Linked DNA regions of Mus musculus: regions 2, 3 and 4 are each linked to region 1. A link is a contact called in public HiChIP or PLAC-seq and promoter capture Hi-C data. All regions are on one chromosome and are shown on one strand. Each heading gives the region's core, a stretch centred on a gene start, on an enhancer-like site or on the middle of the called end of the contact. The rest is flanking DNA. Distances are from core to core; before and after follow the strand shown. Region 1 holds the start of Dnajc27 (DnaJ heat shock protein family (Hsp40) member C27). Region 2 holds the start of Fam228b (family with sequence similarity 228, member B). Region 3 holds the start of 1110002L01Rik (RIKEN cDNA 1110002L01 gene). Region 4 overlaps Fam228a (family with sequence similarity 228, member A).

Region 1 (3,113 bases), core at 163-2,662:
AAATTATTGACTAAAAGAATAGTGTGTCTGTCAGACTGACTTTCATTCTAACAGTTGCTTTCCATAAGAAGTTATCGTAAAATTTATGATTCTACCTTATCTACCTTATCTTGTCAGGTAAGGGGAAAGGGAACAAGATTCTGGGTTAAGCCTGGATGTTGGCAGCTGTGAGAATCCCACACCATCACAGAGCTGGACAAACCTTAAGAACTATCCAGCCAGTCTTCCTCCTGAGGATGGGGGCCATTAGACTGATGCCAGAGAGGGAAAATTAACACACACACACACACACACACACACACTGCCTCTGCTCCAAAAGGCAACTCTGGTTTTCAACCAGGAAAGAGTCTTGTTCAAGGTCCTTTTCCAGAACCAGGGTCAGACTCCCAATTCTCATCTGATGCTACCTTCTTCGATGAAGCCTTTGCAGGCTGTCTGCAGATTGAAGCAACCGTCCATTAAGAATAATCAGGGGAGGGGTGATTATGTACTAAACAGATACTTTTTTGTGTGTGATTATTCCCTAAAGGACAACAATATAGACTAACAACTATTTACATAAGAATGATATTTACATTGTAATAGCATTTACTTTGTATTGAGTAGTTATGCTGGCTTTCTTGGGTTTTGGGTAGAAGCCAAGAAACTCACTTCTGTAAGAAAGCAGGCTGAACGGAGCCATGAGGAGCAAGCCACTAGGCAGCACTCCTCCACAGCCTCTGCATCAGCTCCTGCCCCCAGCTTCCTTTCCTATCTCTCCTGTCCAAATTTTTTTTGATGTGTAAGCCAAGTTAAACCCTTTTCTCCCCAAGTTGCCTTGGTTATGGTGTTTCTTCACAGCAACAGTAACCCTAAGACAGTGGGGCAGATAATGTGAGATGACACAAGTAGGCTGAGGATGTGCATAAGTTACATAAAGCTTTCTACACATGTACAATTTATACATAAAGGTTTTTATATATTTATTTTGAAACAGGATTGCACAATATAGCTCCACCTGGCCTTGAACTCATAGAGATCCGCCTGCCTCTGCCTCCTGAGTGCCAGAATTAAAGCGTGCGTTTGCTCGGATACCATCTTTAGGTGACTGGGACATCCGCAGAATCCACTGTGATCCTGGGCTCAGTCCTCTGCAGAAACTGTAGTCTGCAGTCACTGTACTGACGGAGAGGAGGATGGCAGCAGAGGCACCCATCGGTGAAGATTCCAGGAAAAAAAAAGCCTTTGGCATGACTGGGCCTTACACTAAATGTCAAAAACTCCCCGTGACAGCCGCTCTATTTCTGCCACCATGTACAGACCAATCTTGATGCCAGGCAAAGAAACCCCAATCGCCTGCAACCGGGCCGCACTGGCCCAACAGGACCCCAAGACCCAGTCCTCCCGGGCCCCGCAATGACGTCACGGCGCGCAGTCATCGCGAGACTCCGCTCGCCCTCCGCGGCTCGCCGCTTCCCAACCGCCCTCGTCCGTCCGCGGCCAGGCAGCGGTGGGGATGGCGAGCCGCGGAGCCAGGGTGGTGACGAGCACAGCGGCTCCGTCATTGGGCGAGGAGGCCTGAGGGACTCCAGGCTGGCTGGGTGCGTAAGGACACCACAACCCGCGGCCCCGGCAGAGCGAGGGCGATGGAGACCAACGTGCCGAAGAGGAAGGAGCCCGCCAAGTCCCTCCGCATCAAAGTCATCTCCATGGGCAACGCCGAAGTGGGGAAAGTGAGTACCGCGTGCTGCGAGGGCAGGACCTCCGCGTGCTGTGAGAGCGACATTCCCATTGGCTAGGAGAGCCGCCACTCAAAAGCTTGAAGCTCCGCCTCCTCTCTGCTTAGTTTAGCATCCTGAGCTCACTGGGGCTTGCGGCCTCCAGAGGAAAACTATCTTGACCTTTTTGACCTTTGGGCTGCTGGCTCTTTACTGACGTCACTGTCCCTAAAAGGTGTCAGGGTGGCCTCTGATCTTTGATTGTAATTTGAAGGTAGTAATTAGATTCCGATGTCGAATGATCAGTTTACATACCAAATCTGTTTTTCCCCTGAGAGGGGACGAGGTCCTGCGGGTTGGGGAGAGTGGTTGCCAGCCTTGCTGTTTAAAGAGATGCCAGGGAGGTGTTAGATTCTAAAAAATGTAGCCCTGAACAGCCTGGAGTCTATGTTCCCACCACCAGAGCACAACAACCTAGTGTGTTTCAGGGGACATGCACTGACAGCCCTAGATCTTGTGTTTTTAATTTTTTGTATTGTCACGTCCATTTTTCTCGGAGGAGTCTTTTTTTTTAAAAAAATACCATCTTTCTGAGTGTATCATTTCTGTATCATTTGCTGCTTATTAGCTACTAAACTTCCTCTCATCTGGGAAGGGAGGCCTTTCCTAAATGAATTTAGATGCCAGTTACTCGTTTTCTTCCCTTAACGTTGGGAAACTGTTGGTTAAGAATTCCCAAGGTCGACAGACAGGGAAGGCATCCGAAGTGGAGTCTTCACTAAACCAAACGCAGAAGACCTCTAATGGGAGCGTTTGCATACTACTATGTAAGCCAGTGCTCTGTGCTAGAAGATGCTCAGGAAGTGTTTATTGCTGTTATACAATTTAGCGTGCTCCCGTTCTACATATGGACCTTCATGTATGTGTTAACAAAACAGTTGCTGAAGATTAACATTTATTGACTATTGACTATTTTCCAGCTCTGTTTTACAAAGGCAGGAGAGTTGGGAATATTGTGAGTTGGTGCAGTGTGAGTGTGAATAGCAGTTCTGTTCCCAGGAGTCCTGCAGAAAACTGCTAATCCCAGTGGTAGGCAAGCACAGACTGCTGGGTCCCCGGACCCCCGACCAAGGAGCCTGATCAGCAAGCCTCAGGTCCCACGGAGACCTTGTCTCCAAAAGGAACGTGGATAACCACTGGGGAATGATACCCCATACACACACACACACACACACACACACACACACAATCACAATCAAATTGGAGGGGAAAATATTAGAAATAACTTTTTTCGTCCCCGAAGATTGAAAACCATAAAAATTCTTGAATTAAATGAGGCTTAATGAGGGCTGAGAGACAGCTCAGCAATTAGAAGCACTTGCTACTCTTGCATTCAGTCCCAACAACTGTGTCAAA
Region 2 (3,113 bases), core at 399-2,898, 690 kb after region 1:
AGGCAGATCTCTGATTTTTCAGACCAGCCTGGTCTACAAAGCGAGTTCCAGGACAGCCAGGGTTATACAGCAAAATCCTGTCTCAAACAAACAAACAAAACCCTGTCTCAAACAAACAAGAAACAAACCAAAAAAGAATACATAAGTTTTCACTGCATAAAATTTTTTTAAAATAAGCAAAACCATAATGACAGAATGGTTACAGGAAATGAGGGAAGTGTGAGGGGGTACTCCAAAAGAACTTGATGAGAAAACTGGGAGCAGTCAATGTATTTGTTATCTTGATGTGTAAAACTGGCTTCAGGAACATACACACGTTAAAATTTATCGTTATGCATTTCAAGTGTATTTATTTTACACCAATTATACCTTAATAAAACTCTTTAGGAAGAAAAATACAACATATCCAGGTTTAAATAGGGGTTTTTGGTTGGTTGGTTGGTTTTTCGAGACAGGGTTTCCCTGTGTAACCCTGGCTGTCCTGGAACTCACTCTCTAGACCAGGCTGGCCTTGAACTCAGAAATCCACCTGCCTCTGCCTCCCGAGTGCTGGGATTAAAGGCGTGTGCCACCACGCCCGGCTTTAAGTAGGTTTTTATCAGCTTTGTTATATTGTTAAAATTTATAATCAATGGTATATGATTCTACTTTAAGCTCTTAAAGAGCAAAGTAAGTAAGTAACAAAGTTAGTAGAGTTAATGGGGATAGATAGGTTCTATCCAATAGAGTAAAATAGAAAGAAAAATAAAACTTATGCACAAGGCACATCTCTAAGCAAGGACCTCAACAGTCATACAACTGTACCTCCATAAAAGAAAGCGACTGTGGTTCCAACCATTCTTTGGAGCTCTTGAGCTTGGGGAGTGTGCCCGTCACCATATCATCTTGGCTCCTATTTTTCATTGTGGTCATCAAGTAACACAGTCCCTAGAAAAGCTAAAATAGCATTTATTTTGTAATTAAAATTCACAGTAATTTTCTCCGCGGTTTAATAATCAACACTCATGACCTTGGGCACTTAGGGAACGAGTCTTGGAAAACTGCCCGTCCATGTGTCCCTTCCAATTGGCTTGAAACAGGGCTCTCTTGAAGCCCTCCTGGCTAGGAATCTAGTTCCCAGCAGTTTTCTAGGTTTGATATGACATGAATGCTGATGAGTTGCCGCTTTCAAGCTACTGACAAATGAACTTAGAGAAAGAAGGGAATTTGGGACCTTCAAGCTCCAAGAGATCCAAAGCCCTCCCCGGGGCCTGCATGTGAGGGAGAAGAAGACTTGTGGGTCTGCGCCCATGATGAATCTAGGGTACCAGGCCCGCTCACCCGGGAGTACCGGGCCCCCGATTCGCGATTCGCCGGCTCCGACACAGACCGCGTGCGCGGGCCGTCCTGCCGCGCAGGCTTCCACAGGTCCTTCAGCCCCCTCTGGCGGTGGGCCTGCCCTTCGGCTCTCCGCACCACAGTGAGCCCGCGGCCTCAGCCCGAGACCTTGGATTCGGAACGCGCGGGCGTTCGGACCTCTGTCTCCTGGGACGCGGCGCCACCCCTACGCGCCCCTCGGCCAGCGGGAAGACGAGAACGCGCGCGCACCTCGCCGAACAGCACGGAGCAGTGCAGCCCTCTGGCCTGGGAGCGAGGCGAGTCGAAAAGGAGGCAGTGGAACTGTCTCGCGCTAACAGGCAGCTATCGCAGCCAATCAGCTTTTCAGATCCGTGCTACGCCCGCCCCTAGCGGAGCCTCGTCTCCTCTTGTAGCCCCTACTCTGTGTTTAGTTCCCGGCCTCCAGGACTCAGGATTCAGTTAGGCTACCGGCCTCCCATCAATTAGTCCTCCGAAGGCAGCGGCGGGAGAGAGTCGTTCGCCTTACTAGGAACCTGCGGCAAAAGAGTGTTTGTGGCGGTTGACCCTTTGAGGGCCGTCCAAGATGGCAGCACATGAGCAGTAAATGTAGCTCTAAAGAGCCTCCAAGGTGGTCTTAGAGCTCAGGTTTGTTGACCGGTGTCTTGTCTACAGCGTTGATGCTGGCCAAGGAGGAGGAATGAAAAGAGTATCTTTTTTAAATCGGTGGTGCACCTTGAGTGGTTTTGAGATTTTGTGGATAACTGGTTGCTTTTTTTTGTTTTTACTTTATTTTACTTTTATTTATTTGTTTGTTCATTTTTGCGGAGCTGAGAATTGAATGGAGGACTTATTCGCAGATCTTTATTTTTCTAAGACAGGGTCTCTTTGGCCTTGAACTTGTGACCTTCCTGCCCTTAGAGTACCCAAAATAATAGGCATAGACCTTTGTTTTTAAATCTCAGGTAAATCATTAAATAGATAAAAATATTGAGGCTCTGATTTTTTTTTCAAACTCACCTTCATAAACCATTCTGTGAATTCTGATTTTTCTATAATAGTTTTTCTTCCCCTCTGAGTACTGGTGAACCCTGGATGATGGACCACTATTTTCACTCGTCCACCGTTTTAGAGGACACACACTGATAATAAGCTGGAACGTACACAAGAAGCACTTGTATTGTCCCTCGTGGAGTCTTCAGCTGCAGGTTCTGGTTCAGAGCCGAAGAAGCATGAGTCACTTGCAGAACTTACTGTTAGATACCCTGCTGGGGACGAAACACGTGGACAGCGCAGCCCTCATCAAACTCCAGGAAAAGACCCTGTGTGTGACATCACCAGGATTTAGTGTAAGGGTGAAAGCTTCTTAAAAATATTTTTTAGGTTAGCATATAGAGTGTTGGATTTTATATGTTATCTTCATGTATGTGTTGTAAGCTATGTAACATCCGAACATGTTTCAACAATGTCAGAATTTATTGAGTAATGATAAATTCACAAAGTACGATAGTTTCTGTGGCAACAATTTCATACATATGCCTGCTTTCTTTGGTAACCTCACGGGTAAGCACAGATTCTTATTCTGCTATCTTAATTACTAATATCAACTCATGGATTACACACACACACACACACACACAGTGTTACAGATTGGCAATAAAGTGTTATGAGGCCACAGCAGAGATCAAGAATTTTCAGAAGTTCTGAAAAGCAGGGCAGTTGGTAGAAATATCATTAGATATTTGATATTTGTTGATAAATTAACAGTACCAGAGCTT
Region 3 (3,113 bases), core at 171-2,670, 660 kb before region 1:
CTATGAACTGCTGAAACCCATCTAGGGAGCGCCTACATTCTAGACAACAGGTTATCACTAGAGATGTGCCTTCATGGTGAAGGCCTGCAATCCCCGGTACTATGGAGGCTGAATAATTTGGATTGCAAGGTCAAAACTTGCCGAAGCTGGGGGCTGGAAAGATGGCTCAGCGGTTAAAAGCACAGACTGCTCTTCCAGAGGTCCTGAGTTCAATTCCCAGCAACCACATGGTGACTCACAACCATCTGTAATGAGATCTGATGCCCTCTTCTGGTGTGCATGAAGATAGAAATCCGTGTACACTTGCCTAAGCTACAGAACGAATTCAAGAACAGTCTGGATAATTTAGGGGGACGCTGCCTATGTAAAAACAACAGAATGGCTGGAGTACAGCTGAGTGGTAGAAGGCTTATGCTAGCCTGCAGGCTCAATCCCCAGTACCCATGGGAGGCGGAGAGCTTGCATTGAGCCACATCCCTAGCCGCTGTGCATTCTCCTCTATGTTGTTTACAAGAACAGATAATCAGAGATAAAATGTTCTGGATATTCAGGAGGGTGTTACTGACATTATGAAGAGTGAATAGTTTCTTGACTAGACATAGCTGAACCATTCAACAAATATTTAACGGATTCCTGATACATATAGGCTCTGTGCCAAGGGAGATAAAACATACTTCTTTGATGATACCAATCACATGTAAAAACACAATGCGATTTCTAAACTCCTTTTTAAAAAATATTTATTTTATGTATGAGTACACTGTAGCTGTCTTCACTGTAGCTGACACACCGGAAGAGGGCATCGGATCCCATGGTTGTGAGCCACCATGTGGTTGCTGAGAATTAAACTCAGAACCTCCGGAATAGTCAGTGCACTTATCCTCTGAGCCATAAACGTGGTTTCTGTTGGCCTAAAAAAGGTCTATTTACTTTGCGAGACAAGGCTTGGTAGCTAACAACTTAGTTTTTGGTATATTCACATCCTATACTAGAGAGTTGGTAAATCAATCTAACCTGTCTCATCTATTAATCAGATTAATAATAGACAAGAACTGCACGCGGTACGTCTTCAAAAAGATAAGCTTTGTAAAAAATGAACTTGAGGACAAGACGATGCATGCCTGTAATTACCAGTAATGGGAGACAGAAGTTCGGAGTTTAAGGTCCGCCTTACCTGAGCCTGTACCACAACAAAATAAAACATGCTGATTAAAACGGTAGTTGGCAAGATCACTTGATCGTCGGGCTCTTTAAGTTTCCAGAGCCACTCCTCAACACACGCTGCACGTAACCGCGCAATCAGCCTTTCCCGAAAGGAGCAGATTCTGTTTCCGCCAGAAGATCTTCCCGGCGGGTGTGACCGCCAGACATCCGACCCACAGACCATGGGCCGCCCTCCGTCGTGCGCAAGGGCTCGATGCGGAGACACCGGAAGTGCAGGGGCGTGGCTAACTGCTGCAGCCTGCCGGTCCGACGCCGAGGCTGGGGGCGCGCGCAAGTGCGCGCTCGTTCGCGCGGCCTGCAGCGTACAGTAGTGACGGCCGCGCGGCAGGGGTCACGTGACCACAGAAGCTGCTTGTACAGTAAGAACCCAATATGGCAGCGGCGGTAGCAGTGGCAGCGGCAGCAGGACCGGCCACCCCGTAGAGCCCCCTACCCCCGCCACTGCGCGCCTCCGCGGCCGCTTGCTCGCTGAGTTGCTTCTCGGGTCCGACTTCCCCTTTCTCCCACCTTTCCTGGCACCGCGGGAAAAGCAGTGCAGGGCGCAGCAGGCGAGGGAACGCAGCCGGAGCCGGGGCACGGAAGCCTCCCAGTCAGTCAGAACCGACATGAGGGAAAAGGGCCGTAGGAAGAAGGGCAGGACCTGGGCGGAGGCCGCCAAGACGGTAAGGAGGAGGGAGCAGAGAGAAAGGCTGGCAGGAGTTCGTTTTCTCGCCGGCCACCCGTCGCAAGGCAAGGGAGGTCACTTGGCCCCGCGACCGGGTTGAGGATCAGGAAAGCGCGCGCAGAGAGCGGCAGTTACGGGCGCGTTGGAGAGCCGTGAGGAGACCGAGGCGTCGGCGCGAGGAATCCGTCGCGCGACTGCGACTTCTCGCGGTGGCTACGACTGGACCTCCTCGGTGTTGTGAGGTTGCCTTTCGGGGTCATGTCGCTGTCGCCCCTACACTGTTACCCCTTGTCTCGGCCCTGTGTGTTGTGCTTGCCCAGTAACCGGTTCTTCTCCCTTGTGCGCCTCGGAGAGCCCCGATTGGATGCAGACAGGAGGCGGTTTGTGCGTGCTTCCAGCCCCGGAAAGGAGAGGGGAGCGCTTGAGCTCGGTGGCGTTCTCCTGTCGAGGCAGAGGTGCTGCCAGACCGGGGCCCCCGCTTATCTTGCTCCGGGAGCCAATGTGAGGTCACGAGGCTTTTGTGTTTGCTGTGAGAGCTGAAAGTGCAGGAGGTGTTTAGAAACGAAGTAACAGGTGGGACTCAGAATTTTTTTTTCTGTTTCCGTAGAGACCTACTCTGAGTAAGGCTGCAATGCATGGTGGGACGTGTAGTTTATTGGCTTTCTTTTTCTCCTTTCCTTTTTCCTTTCCTTTCCTTTCCTTTCCTTTTCTCTCCTCCCCTCCCCTCCTCTTTTCTTTTCTTTTCTTTTCTTTTCTTTTCTTTTCTTTTCTTTTCTTTTCTTTTCTTTTCTTTTCATTTCTTTTCTTCTTTTTTAAGTTAAAGTGAAAGTGGACCGGACCAATGAAGTTGTGATTAGTGCCCCTCACTCCAATTTTGTTATATGGAATTTAAAAGTCATTTAGCAATGAGTATTTGTGAGAAACATTGTTTTGAAAAATTTAAAACGTGTATTTACGAAGAAAAGAAACCTTAAGGAGAAATTGAAGTTTCATCAAGCATTAGTAGCATTTCAACCTCTTTAATAGTGGACAACATAGTGGGTTCTAATAACTGAACCTTTATGAATTATACGTTTTATTTTCTCTTTAAAAAGATGTGTGTGGGGGCTGGAGAGATGGCTCAGTGGTTAAGAGCATTGACTGCTCTTCCAGAGGTCTTGAGTTCAATTCCCAGCAACCACATGGTGGCTCACAACCATCTGTAATGGGATCGGATGCCCTCTTC
Region 4 (3,113 bases), core at 377-2,876, 640 kb after region 1:
CTGCTGTCTCTTCTGTGAGGGACGGCTCTGCCAGGCTCCACACTGGCACTGGTGCTCCCTGCACAGTGGGTATTGCAAACCTCGCCCAACCAGCCCCACTCCCAGAGCTCAGCTTACCAGACCCTTCTTTTCAGCCTCTTTGATATCCTGGCTGAGCCTTGAGGCTCTGAACTGCCTTTCAAAAACAAGCTGGCTTCGACTGACAGTCTTCTCTTCCTTAGGCAGATGAGACTTTAATGTAAAGACAGGTTTTTCAGAACTGAGAAAAGAGGGGGGGAAAATCTCAACTCAATTCTACCATTCAAACGTTATTCGATGAATATGCTATTCATTTTGTGAAAAGAAAGGTCTGGCTAGACATCGCTGGTGCCTGGCCATCTGCTCTGCTAAGGATAATGTTCCCTAACGGTTCACATGGGAATGCTGTGGACCTTAAGGATGAGGTTAGAGTAGAGTTGCTGAAGTCTGAGGGTGAAGGGACTGTGGAACTCTGTTCTCTTCCTTCCCCTTTCTCCCTGTTTCCTGAGCAGTCTAACCCTACAGAAACTCCTGCTGCACTGTGCTGCCCTATCAGAGGCCCAAAGCAATTGAAGCTACTTGATTTCAAACTTTATCCTTCCAAACTGTCAAGTGCCACAGGTGAGTCACGCCTTTCTCCAGCTGAGGAGGCGCATCAATCCTGAGACCACGCTTGAACAGAGATGCCACCAGGCAGCCTGTAGGTCCTTAGACCAGGAAGCTAGGGAGAATGCACAATTCACCGGCAGCACATACACAAAGCAGAGAACAGAAACTAAGCCGTTTGTTAAGGAGAAGCGACAGTAAGAAGCAAGGTCTCTGGAGGAGAGGACAGGGGCCGCGGTCCTCAAGCTGCTGGGCTTTCTCGATGATTAGATAAGGGGCCTTCTCCACTTTTTCACTTGAGACAGATTCTGCTTTTTGCAATCCACTGCTCCTGGTTAGTCTAGTGAATCACTCTCAAGTTCTTTCCTTTGTTAAACGAGGCACCCTCCAGAAGATTTGTCCTCTCAGAGAGACGCGGCCTATCCCTACTGAGGAGATAACCCTTCTCTTTCCCACCCCCTTATCTATCTCATAAGAATTTGTTCATTGTCCTCTAGCCACTGAAAACATCAAGATAAACAGGACACAGCCCTGCTGGTGTGGGTTGCCCTGCTGCTGTTTGTATTTGATGTTAATTCCACTTCCTCAAGAGGAGCTGCCCCAGGAGTAGATCATGCCCTCAGGTGACATCACTGACCCTTCCCCCCATTCTGACCGGTCACATTAAGGCTAGGGCCTATGATCGGGCAGTGGAGGGGAAAGGTGGGACAGGGAGTCTCAGAGAACAGAGGAAGAGGAGGAGGAAAGAAGATAGAACAGAATCACATGGCCTGGACAAAACACAAACGAGGGATCTCGTAGCTGGGGAATAAATCAATATAGTGATAGATCTGCCTGATCTAGACGTATAGCTTATAAATATAATAATTAGATTATATGTTCTTTATACGGGCTTATTAGGGTAAGAAATTACCACAACACCCAACTCTCTAGGTCGGCTTGTTGAGGGGCGGTACTGTAGAGGAATTTCCCTTAATTATCTGATTGGCTGAGAAAGATGAAAAATAGCCAATCACTGGGCAGAAAATGAGGAGGCGGGTTTTCCCGGGCAAGACAAGAAGAGCCGAGGAGGAGTTTGAGGAGTCTGCAAAGACAGAAGGGGAGAGCTGGAAGGAAGATGGGGCAGAAGCGCATGGCCTGGAGAAACTGCAAGTAGCAGGGATTTCATAGATGGGAAGGAAAGTGGTGTAGAGGCATATCTGCCCAATATGGATGTGCAGTTTATAAATATACTACTGAGTTGCATTTTCCTTGCTTGGGAGTACTGAGGTTGGAGATTTACCGAAACAAAATGGCGTCGATTAGAACTCAACTAATCTGAGATAAAAGATCACTGCCCCTCCCCCTCCCCCCTAATACAAGGCTGGGGCAGCCATCTAGGCTGCAGCAGTGTGTAGATTGAAAGCTGACTGGGTCTGAGGGGCCTACAGAGAACTGCAGAGAGGCTCTCTCCCCAAGCCCCAGGTAGACAGCTGCCACCAGGGGCAGCACTGCATCCTGGAACTGGACTTGGGCAGACACAGTGAACTGATTGGGGCATCTACACCCGCCTGAGAGAGCCTTTCTGTGTTTGCTTCCCCGTATCCCCGGCATCTACAAAGGACATGGACAGCCAGACTCTGAATTGAACACAGAGGGAGACAAAGGTACAAAGGGCTCTGGATGAGGTAATAAGCATCATACATCGATAGTTACAGATAAGAAACACAGTAAATACCTTTTGGGCTTTAAGGGATGATATTCTAAATGGTTTGACAGGGATGGATTTAAAGGAAATAGACACCTTGTCATTTATTGAACTATTTATCCTCTTGATCTACTATGTCTTCTCAAAGGACAGGGACCTAGATAAAAAGATTACAGGGAACACTAGAACTAAAGGTTCTGGATTTTATAGGTCAAGATAAGCAACAGAAAGAAGAAAATAAAGGTTGGCCACAGGAGCTGGAAGAGACACTAGAAAAAAGGATTCAACAATTCACACATCAAATTGAACAGCAAGGAGACAGAGATAAAATTTGGAAGCAAAGTCTAGAGGATAATTTACTAAATCAACATAAGGCAGATGCCACCATATCAGAATTACAACATAAAGAGAAGCTAAGATTGTGGAAGGAGGGCCTAGAACAGAAGATACAGGTAATTATAGAGCAAAATGAACAACAGAAAGAAAAATTTAAGACTTGGCAACCTGGCCTAGAGGAAACACTAGAGTTGAAGACACAGGAAATTATAGATCAGAATAAGAGACAGATAGATGAAAATGTTCTAGCTAGAAAAGATGCTAGAACAAAGGACAACAGCTCACAGATCAGACTGAGCAGCAGAGAGAAAATAATGAGAATTGGAAGCAAGACTTGGAGAATAACCTTTTAAAATTAATCAATCAAAAATAAAATGGATAACAAAATAAAGAAAAAATTAAAATGTGGAGGCAGAACCTTGAGCAAAGAATACAGGAACTCAAAGAATGGGAGGAGCGGCAAAAA

Evidence for each region. Promoter capture Hi-C pulls out the DNA fragments that hold promoters and counts their contacts. HiChIP or PLAC-seq counts read pairs in DNA pulled down with a chosen protein or histone mark.
Region 2: a promoter capture Hi-C map of pre-B cells shows a contact between it and region 1, with 4 times the contacts expected there. The contact joins the promoter of Fam228b here to the promoter of Dnajc27 in region 1. A contact is called at or near these places in 2 of 39 promoter capture datasets (hippocampal neurons and pre-B cells), 2 of 484 Hi-C or Micro-C datasets (CD4 T cells and the N1E-115 cell line) and 1 of 115 datasets of contacts at active chromatin or transcription factors (neural tube).
Region 3: a promoter capture Hi-C map of pre-B cells shows a contact between it and region 1, with 3 times the contacts expected there. The contact joins the promoter of 1110002L01Rik here to the promoter of Dnajc27 in region 1. A contact is called at or near these places in 5 of 39 promoter capture datasets (the 3T3-L1 cell line, the C10 cell line, hippocampal neurons and 1 more), 3 of 484 Hi-C or Micro-C datasets (CD4 T cells, pro-B cells and uterus), 1 of 115 datasets of contacts at active chromatin or transcription factors (epiblast stem cells) and 1 of 9 other capture datasets (liver).
Region 4: an H3K27ac HiChIP or PLAC-seq map of embryonic stem cells shows a contact between it and region 1, with 5 read pairs. The contact joins the enhancer-like site here to the promoter of Dnajc27 in region 1. A contact is called at or near these places in 1 of 115 datasets of contacts at active chromatin or transcription factors (embryonic stem cells) and 1 of 9 other capture datasets (embryonic stem cells).

The regions. Positions count from the first base shown.
Region 1 is chr12:4,081,162-4,084,274 of GRCm38.p6, forward strand. Dnajc27 (DnaJ heat shock protein family (Hsp40) member C27) reads left to right here and starts at 1,413. Exons shown (of 7, transcript NM_153082.4): 1 at 1,413-1,712. The coding sequence starts at 1,626.
Region 2 is chr12:4,767,586-4,770,698 of GRCm38.p6, forward strand. It overlaps Fam228b (family with sequence similarity 228, member B), which reads right to left and starts at 1,649. Exons shown (of 7, transcript NM_175431.5): 1 at 1,321-1,649; 2 at 805-936. The coding sequence starts at 912. It overlaps Pfn4 (profilin family, member 4), which reads left to right and starts at 1,710. Exons shown (of 4, transcript NM_028376.4): 1 at 1,710-2,684. The coding sequence starts at 2,568.
Region 3 is chr12:3,425,327-3,428,439 of GRCm38.p6, forward strand. 1110002L01Rik (RIKEN cDNA 1110002L01 gene) reads right to left here and starts at 1,421. Exons shown (of 3, transcript NR_030694.1): 1 at 1,175-1,421. It overlaps Asxl2 (additional sex combs like 2, transcriptional regulator), which reads left to right and starts at 1,531. Exons shown (of 13, transcript NM_001270988.1): 1 at 1,531-1,886. The coding sequence starts at 1,830.
Region 4 is chr12:4,718,460-4,721,572 of GRCm38.p6, forward strand. Fam228a (family with sequence similarity 228, member A) reads right to left here. Exons shown (of 8, transcript NM_029107.3): 7 at 118-259. Among named protein-coding and RNA genes, the nearest start is that of Fam228a, 18 kb to the right of the region's middle. Within about 2 kb of position 1,627, at least 39 of the 459 cell types and tissues checked have an H3K27ac peak or open chromatin away from gene starts, as enhancers often do. A contact at or near this core is called in embryonic stem cells, where this site is marked.